Linked DNA regions of Mus musculus: all the other regions are linked to region 2. A link is a contact called in public HiChIP or PLAC-seq data. All regions are on one chromosome and are shown on one strand. The core of a region is the stretch at or near the end of the contact, and the rest is flanking DNA. Distances in the headings are between cores, read along the strand shown. Region 1 overlaps Zfp280d (zinc finger protein 280D). Region 2 overlaps Mns1 (meiosis-specific nuclear structural protein 1). Region 3 overlaps Rfx7 (regulatory factor X, 7).

The links. HiChIP or PLAC-seq counts read pairs in DNA pulled down with a chosen protein or histone mark.
Region 1: a contact with region 2 is called in an H3K27ac HiChIP or PLAC-seq map of double positive thymocytes, with 4 times the contacts expected there. The contact joins two enhancer-like sites. A contact is called at or near these places in 7 of 39 promoter capture datasets (the C10 cell line, cranial neural crest, embryonic stem cells and 3 more), 1 of 115 datasets of contacts at active chromatin or transcription factors (double positive thymocytes) and 2 of 9 other capture datasets (adipose tissue and liver).
Region 3: a contact with region 2 is called in an H3K4me3 HiChIP or PLAC-seq map of bone marrow-derived macrophages, with 2.9 times the contacts expected there. The contact joins two enhancer-like sites. A contact is called at or near these places in 5 of 39 promoter capture datasets (the C10 cell line, HPC-7-derived erythroid cells, liver and 2 more), 1 of 15 datasets of contacts at CTCF or cohesin (the NIH/3T3 cell line), 2 of 484 Hi-C or Micro-C datasets (the THB-7 cell line and megakaryocyte progenitors), 3 of 115 datasets of contacts at active chromatin or transcription factors (the HPC-7 cell line, bone marrow-derived macrophages and double positive thymocytes) and 3 of 9 other capture datasets (adipose tissue, liver and macrophages).

Annotation. Positions count from the first base shown.
Region 1 is chr9:72,334,052-72,336,751 of GRCm38.p6, reverse strand. It overlaps Zfp280d (zinc finger protein 280D), which reads right to left. Exons shown (of 22, transcript NM_146224.5): 17 at 1,643-1,705. Among named protein-coding and RNA genes, the nearest start is that of Gm27230, 55 kb to the left of the region's middle. Within about 2 kb of position 1,446, at least 19 of the 459 cell types and tissues checked have an H3K27ac peak or open chromatin away from gene starts, as enhancers often do. A contact at or near this core is called in double positive thymocytes, where this site is marked.
Region 2 is chr9:72,448,235-72,450,934 of GRCm38.p6, reverse strand. Mns1 (meiosis-specific nuclear structural protein 1) reads right to left here. Exons shown (of 10, transcript NM_008613.3): 5 at 2,177-2,406; 6 at 1,568-1,784; 7 at 1,376-1,483. Among named protein-coding and RNA genes, the nearest start is that of Mns1, 11 kb to the right of the region's middle. Within about 2 kb of position 1,369, at least 163 of the 459 cell types and tissues checked have an H3K27ac peak or open chromatin away from gene starts, as enhancers often do. A contact at or near this core is called in bone marrow-derived macrophages and double positive thymocytes, where this site is marked.
Region 3 is chr9:72,557,534-72,560,233 of GRCm38.p6, reverse strand. All of the region lies in intron 1 of Rfx7 (regulatory factor X, 7), which reads right to left. Among named protein-coding and RNA genes, the nearest start is that of Rfx7, 27 kb to the right of the region's middle. Within about 2 kb of position 1,298, at least 3 of the 459 cell types and tissues checked have an H3K27ac peak or open chromatin away from gene starts, as enhancers often do. A contact at or near this core is called in bone marrow-derived macrophages, where this site is marked.

The DNA.
Region 1 (2,700 bases), core at 197-2,696, 110 kb after region 2:
CCTGACAGTTTCAAGCTATGCAGCTGATTCACCTACAACTCAGCCAGGGCTATACAGAGAAACCCTGCCTCAAAAAAACAAAAACAAAACCAAAAAAACCAAAAACCCAAAACGAAACAAAAAAAATGTCTTCTGATATGTACATATGTGCTGTAGCATGGGGGCACATGTATGCAAACACACACAATAATACATAATATTAAAAAGCTTATAACATTATTTCCATTCCTACAGATCATAGAAGACTGTGATATTTAGATATGGGAAAGCTTTCTTTCTGTTCTCATTTTACAATGGTCATGTACTTCATGTGGGCCCCAACTGTCACTATACAATGAAGTTACCATGAGTACTATGACATATCTCTGATATCAAGTGACAGTAACACAACTCTGTAACATCTAGTCACAAGCAACCAACTGACACACTAGCCATTCGTTTAACTAAAAAAGTTACAGCAAACCACAATGACAAAGCATTTTGTATCTGTTAGAATGCCTATAATATCACTTCTTGGCTTTTTGACAAAGATCAAGTATAGAGTGCATGTAATAGAAAATAAGTAGCAGGTGCTAGAAGAGATGCAAAAATTCTGTGGTTTTTTTTTTTTTTGGTTTTCAAGACAGGATTTCTCTGTGTTCCCCTGGCTGTCCTGGAACTCACGTTGTAGACCAGGCTGGCCTCCAACTCAGAAATCCGCCTGTCTCTGCCTCCCAAGTGCTGGGATTAAAGGTGTGTGCCACCACGCCCTGCTGCAAAAATTCTTACACAGTACTAGTGAGTATGTAACAGTGGCACTATGATGAAACACAGTCTATCAGTTTCTCAAAAGGAAGTTAAAATTCAACCCAGCAAACTTAATCTTACACACAAAAGAGAAATTTGTAAAAAATAATAATGTTCATAGCAGCATTATTTATTTTGACCTCAAAATTAAAATCAATGAAATGGATAAACTATAGTATTTGTATAAAAAATACTACTCATCAATTTAAGTAAGTATTGATATATTATTCATCATGGATGAACCATAGGCAGTGACTAAGGAACACATAGAATATCATTTCAGTAATTCACATAACACCCAAAATGGGCTAGTCAACAGGAATACACACTTATAGTTGCTTGGATATGGGCAGGGGGATGAAAGGAAATGGGAATGATTGCTAATAAACGGAATATTGTTTTAAGTACTGAAATGTACACATACTATGATGATTGATGTACAGCTGAACATAATATAGTTTATCAAGGTTACATTTTAAACACATGAAGAACATGGTGTATATAATGGTTAATCTTGATTATTAATGGAAGGCTGGGGTCTTGGACAGAATAAAAAAAACAAAAAAACCCGAAAGGGTGCTAAGTGACAGTATTCATCGGGCTCTGCTTCCTGAGTACAGACGCAATTTTAACCAGGCACCCCAATCTCCTGCTACCTGACTTCCCAACCACAACAGAGTACCCTAGAACTGAGCCAAAAGAAATCCTTCCTTAAGATGCATGTCAGTTACTTATAGGAACAGAAAAAGTAACTAACACAGTATGGGTATTCTAGCTCAATAAAGATAACACATAAGAAAAAAGTAAATCACAATCATTGTTCAACAGAAAGATTTTGCAAAAATTACTTGTTTACCTGAGATTTTCTGAATGCTTCTTAAATATACAGTATCTTTTACTTGGACGGTTACTATGAAAGCTGAAAAGATGAAAATGATATGTATTTATTACCACAATACTTTTACTGGACAGTAAGTTATTTATAAAAACATTTAAAGTCTATACTTGAGTTTCTATTAAATTCATTATAATCTTCCATTTTCCTCTCAAAATGGGATCTCTATATACTGGTCTCAAAACATGGGCCAAAGAGGCCTCCCTCTTCAACCTGGGAGTAGCTGAAACTAAAAGGATATATCACCACAAGTGACTGTATCCTTGTATTGTTTTGTTTTAAATTTTTATTTTATGGATATGAGCATTTTGTCTGTATGTATGTCTGTACACCAATATGTGTGCATTGTGTCCATAGTGCCCATGGAGTCCAGAAGAAGAGCCTGAGTCCCCTGGAACAGATGTTACACAAGGTTGGAAACTGCCACATGAGTACTGGGAACAGAATCCTAGTATTCTGAAAGTCTTTTTTTTTTTAATATATTCTCTATTGACATATATTTCCCTAAGCATATTCATGATGAATACCTCACTGTTATATAAAAAACTATAAACCTATACTTTTATATATATTTTCACTATATTATGGTTAGGAGTAATAATATACTACTTCAAAGTCTTAGTGTGCTTACAGAAATAGGGAGGAACTGAAATGATTTAAATTAATTTCAAAAATTGAGCTAGAGGCTGCTGTTTACATGTTTAAAGTCAAATATTTCAATGTGAGTGTTTTAGATTACCAGCAACAAAATGAAAATGAGGACTCCTAAAATAAACCAATGTCTCCCTCAGCACAGAACAGAAAGGTCACTAACTACACTGTTAGCCATATGACCATATGTTGTGTACGCCCTTTTAACTCTGTCTCGTATTAGAAAGCCAGGGCTAGGTTACCACAGTTATTTCTAAAAGGGAAGTCACACACAACAGCACCCGCATCACCTGAGAATGTATTTAGAAATGTGAATTCTCAGATTACCACAAACCTGCTGAATTAATTTCTGGCAGTGATGCTTTATA
Region 2 (2,700 bases), core at 120-2,619:
AGTCACCAGCAGTGCGGGCTACCAAATTTCTGCCCTTTCCTGTGTTCCAAAACCTGGTCTTGAAACCTTTAAATCATTTGCTGTACAGTCACTCGGACCCCAGTAACTTTCCAGAGTCTCTGTTGAGAACAGAATGTATCAGGAAAGAAGAAACCCAACCCAGGGCAAGTTGGAAAGATGGTTACACAGTGCTCACTGAAGCTGTGTTCTCAGGACCTTCCCTGGGAAGGACAGAGGAGTGATCACCCATCAGTGACTTTCCAGTTGGTGGGGAGTGGGTAGAGAGGTCTGCTTCTTGCTGTCACCAACTCTCCCCTGACTGTGGAGAAGCTGCCAGCACAGTTAATCTAAGCTCTCACAAATGTGTCCCACAGCTGTTCCCAGGGGACAAAGGTCCACATGTGTCATCTATTCATAGAGTATTCTTGAGTACTCCTTAGTACCACTAAAGGCTCACATACTGCATCTTGTTTACATTCCATCAGCTGATGGATATGAAGGCTACTCTCATGTTTTAGCTATTATAAATATATGTGTAAACACAAGATTACCGGCTTTTAACTACTCCTTTCTAAAACTGCAAAGATAATACTTTCCACTAACCTCTGCTGTGCCCACATATTTTTAAAATTATCGTTCAGTTTGCAAGTATCTTTCCTTTGCTCATTGCTTATTAGAAAGAAATACATGGTTTCATTGTGGTGCACTTAATGACTACATAATCATTCTTATTATGGATTCTTAATTTGAAATGACTTAAAAATCCTGTGAATTTACAGAGGTTCACTTTGGTTTCTGGGAGCTGTCAGTGTGTATTCTCTGTGGATGGATGGAATCTGTATTGTGCTGTTGTTTGTTGGGTGGAGTCCTCTTTAACCCTGGCTGCGCAGCTGTTTCAGGCTGTCTTTATGCATGGTGCTGTTCCCGGGGACTGGGTGCATTAATGATAAAGGAGCACTCTGGTTGGATCTTCCTACTCTCCCCCTCTCATCAGTTTTCCTTCATGTGTCATGAAGCTGTGTTGTCAAAGGTCACAGGCATATACATGGATGAATTTATTTTGACTACAAACTTCCATGTCCCACAGTTGACTTTGCCTCATATTAACATTCGCACTCCAGTCTGCTTTGCGTTGCATTGTGTTTTCCTCCATCCTGCTTTGAGCTTGCATGTGCACTCATTTAAGCTGTGTGGGCTGTGACTGACCCAGCTGCATCAAGCTCTTCAGAACACTCTATTTTTGTCAAGTCTCTTAACTGCAGCATTGATGACGTTGACACACAATGCAGCCGCCCTATGGCTGGGTCTAACCCTGCTATCTTCCTGCCCCGTGGCTTCTCTTCCCTAACCTTCCCTCCGGCTGAGGCTCACTTACTTTCACTTTCAGTTTGATGATCTCTGCCTGCTCCTCCTGGTACAGCTCCTGCCGCACTTGCTCCAGGTCATCCCGCTGCCGCAGTGTTTCCTCCAGCTGCTTCATCAGCTGTTAATAAAACACCTGTTTAGGAACTGGATTGGGCCACTGTTTCAGGAATTTAGCACTCTTTAAAAAGTAGTATTTTTATACCAAATTCTGACGCTGGACCCTCTTTTCCTCGATCTCGTGAACTCTGGCCATCCGCTCGCCTTCTCTTTGCTCCTGTATGTTTGCAAACTCTATGATTTTCCGGTTCTCTTCCTCCATCTCCTCACGCTTCTTTTGTCTCCAGAAGTCTTGTGCCCTCTGGAATTCTTCAATATACTTCTGAATTGCATTCTTTTTTTCTAATTTTTGCTGTCTTTCCCTAAAAAGCAATCAGGAGAATGGTTTATAGTTACAGAAATAATAAAATAATGGCAAACACGGACTGTTCAGAGTCTATTGATTCACAAATGCCACAGACTTTCCATACACAATGCTGGGCTCTCTTCTAAAGGTTCACAAAGGTGACCGTCTGTCCACAAAATCCATACAGCGCTCTGTACTTAAGCCGTGTGCCAAGGAGAGCCATCAGAAAACGTGCTCTGACATATGAGATGTACAGAACACACATGACATCTATTATTTTTCCAATCACCTATTACTACTCATGCTAGCCAAGGTGAGGAAGAGCTGTAAAGTCACGACAGAGCTCACACTGAGTGAGCACACACACCCAGTGTGGGGGCGCAGCGGTTTGTCTCCGGGTGGACTTACACCTGGTCTTCCTCGTAGATCTTCCTGACAATTTCGTCTATCATGAGTTTCTCCTTCAGCAGCTGCTCGTATGCCTCCTGCTTCCTCCTCTCTTGATCTTCCAGCTGCTTCTCCAGGTCCAGGTAGTACTGTGCCCTCTCCTTGTTCCGCCGCTCTTGCTTGGCGCTCTCTTCCTTCAGCAGCCTATCGTGCTCCTCCATCATGATCCTTTCTATCTCCGCATCACGTTTCTGGCATTGAAACAAAACCCTTCCACGTTCAGGAGTGGACACAGCTTATTACAGCACCGTAAATAGTTGTACCCTCAAAACCTGCTATATTAAGTAAGAAGCAAGAGTTAAGTCTTAGAGGGCTGGAGGGTGTGAATGAGGAGTCAGACCGAAAGGGGCGTTCCTACTCTTTCCAGAGGCTCCTAGGACAACCCCTGGCAAGGATAATAAAGTCCACATTCAGAAACCACAAAGTAAAGGTTTAAGTATTTTGTTTTTAAATACTTCAGCCACCAAACCATTGCCCCCTCTGCT
Region 3 (2,700 bases), core at 49-2,548, 110 kb before region 2:
TAACGTGAAAAGAGCATATATTGTATGATTATAACCACCAACAATCTGGAAAGGTAGCCTTATGAAAACAGTAAAAAGATCAGTGGTTGCCAAAGTTTGGGGAGGAAATAGAGATATACAGTCAGGGCACAGAGAAGTTTAGGGCAGTGTGACTACTACTCTTCATGATGTAATCATGTGTGCATATCCTCATGTATGGTATACAGCATTAAGAGTGAAGCCCATGTGATAATATATTGTGGGTATGTGTTGAAGTAGCTTCAAAAATTTTAATAAATCTATCACTGGTATAGGATGTTGATGACAGAGGCAGCAATAGATGCTGGACAACAGTGAGAATGCAGGCAATCTCTGTGCTCTGTGTAGCATTACTACAAACCTAAAACTGCTCTAAAAATATGATCTAAAAATCAGTTTAGAAAAGACAAGTTTCAGGTTGAGAAAAATATCCCATATAATATTTAGATTATATTTAGACTAAGACTTAGAATATATAAATATATAAGCATGCATATATGTGTGTGTGTGTGTGTATATATATATATATATACATATATATCTCCAATTAACAAGTGAACAAGCCAGTAAGAATACATGCAAAAAATATAGAAATGTATATACATATGGTAAACAGGAGAAAAAGATTATTAAGCCATTAGATAAATGTACAATGAGTCCATAAGACATAGCAATACACACACACCTGTGAGAACAACAAAATTAAAGAATGTCAGCACCAAATACTGGCAAGGAACAAACAAACAAACAAACAGGAATCATTCAGAAACTGTTGGTGGAAATGTTTTGTAATCCTTTCAAAAAACAAAACTGAACAGGAATCTTCATTCTTGGGCAGTTATCCAAGAGATATGCAGATCGTATTTATAGAAAAACCTATACAGAAATGCCTACAGAAGCTAGCTTCTAAGAGCACAAACTAAAATCAACAAGGTAGTCTTCAATATGGGAACTGCCATACAAACTGTGGTGCAGTTAGGTCATGCTATAGTATTTGGCAATAAAGAGGAATGATTAAATGAGCAACATAGGTAAGTAATCAAAGAATTTTGTCAAATGAAAAAAAGCTAATCTCAAAAGTTTACTATAAAATCTGTTCTATGTTCTTGAAATGGCAGAACTTTAAAAAGGAGAACAGAGCAATGATCACTGAGAGTTAAGGAGGTTAAAGGTGAGGACGAAGTGGGTGTGCCTGTAAGAGGCACCATCAGGAACTTGTGGATACTGAAGACTGTCCTTGGTTGTGACTATCTGACTAAAGTGGTGTAAGATGTGACCACTGGGCCAGGCCAGGCAAAGTGCAGATGGATCATTTCTCCATTTCTTAAAAGTGCATGTGAGTCACTCAATGGTTGTTCAAAATAGAAAATTTAACTAAAAATTAAGTGTTAGCAAATGCAATTCTGTTCTGAAATGTGCACTTGTCTTTCCTCCAGGAATGTGCATCCTATGAACATTTTCTCCCATTGATTTGGAGTTTTTTTTTAAGTTTATTAACTAAAAATTGACTATGGATCAAGGGTAAAAAGGAGCTTTTTACTTTGCTTTTAACAACCCATTCTTCCCTGCCCTGTAACAAATGTCTATGCAAGCACAGGCCATCTAGGTTATCGAACTGTATATAAATACCAAACCCTACAGCTGCTGTAGCCCTTCAATCTTGTATGTGGCACAGCTATTTCCTGAGCTCCTCCTTCTGTAAGTACATGCTAGTTAACACTCATCCACAAGAAACTTAAATCACACTGGCTTTCTGAAAAACGCAGTTTAGCTTTAACTTGTAAGGAATCAATCTGGGTGTGGTTGTACGTACTACCATCCCATTACTTGGGTGGTTAAGCAAGGAGGGTCAGGATTTCCAGATCAGGCTAGGCTACAAAGGAATACTCTGTCCCAAACCACAATTATAAAGAAAAACAATTACATTGGGGCTAACATGAATGCTCAGTAGATAGAGGTACTCATCACCTGACAACCTGAATTTGATTGCCAGGACTCATATGGTAGAAGAGAAAACAAGTCATGATTTTTTGTGTGGACCTTTTTACATAGATTAACCCATGGCAAGTTTTTTCTTCTATTTACTGCTATTTATTCCTTTTTCTTGCATTTCAATATGGTAAAAACTTCTGAATATTTCTAATTTTTAAAAGTGTGTTAAATGTTTTTCTTTAATAGTATATTTTATGGTTTCTTGATACTTTTTATTAAGGAAAATCTATTGTCTTGCTAATTAGAGAAGAGCTTTAACATGAATACATATCAAACAACACTGGTTTTCCTCTGCAGAAGACCTCATAAAGCTAGACACTGAGGGTTTTATGCTGTTCAAAGTTTGGATTTCCTTCAAAATGTATTTATGTTTGGGGTAAAGTTAATTTATTAGTAGTTCAACTTGACATCTTTTAATATTAGCTTCACATTTTGTTAGAATCAGTCTAGACTAACTAACTATATTTGTACAGTCTTTTTTTTTTTTTTTTTAAAAAAGATTTATTTATCTATTTATTATATGTAAGTACACTGTAGCTGTCTTCAGACACACCAGAAGAGGGCATCAGATCTCATTACGGGTGGTTGTGAGCCACCATGTGGTTGCTGGGATTTGAACTTCGGACCTTCAGAAGAGCAGTCTGGTGCTCTTACCCACTGAGCCATCTCACCAGCCCCCTGTACAGTCTT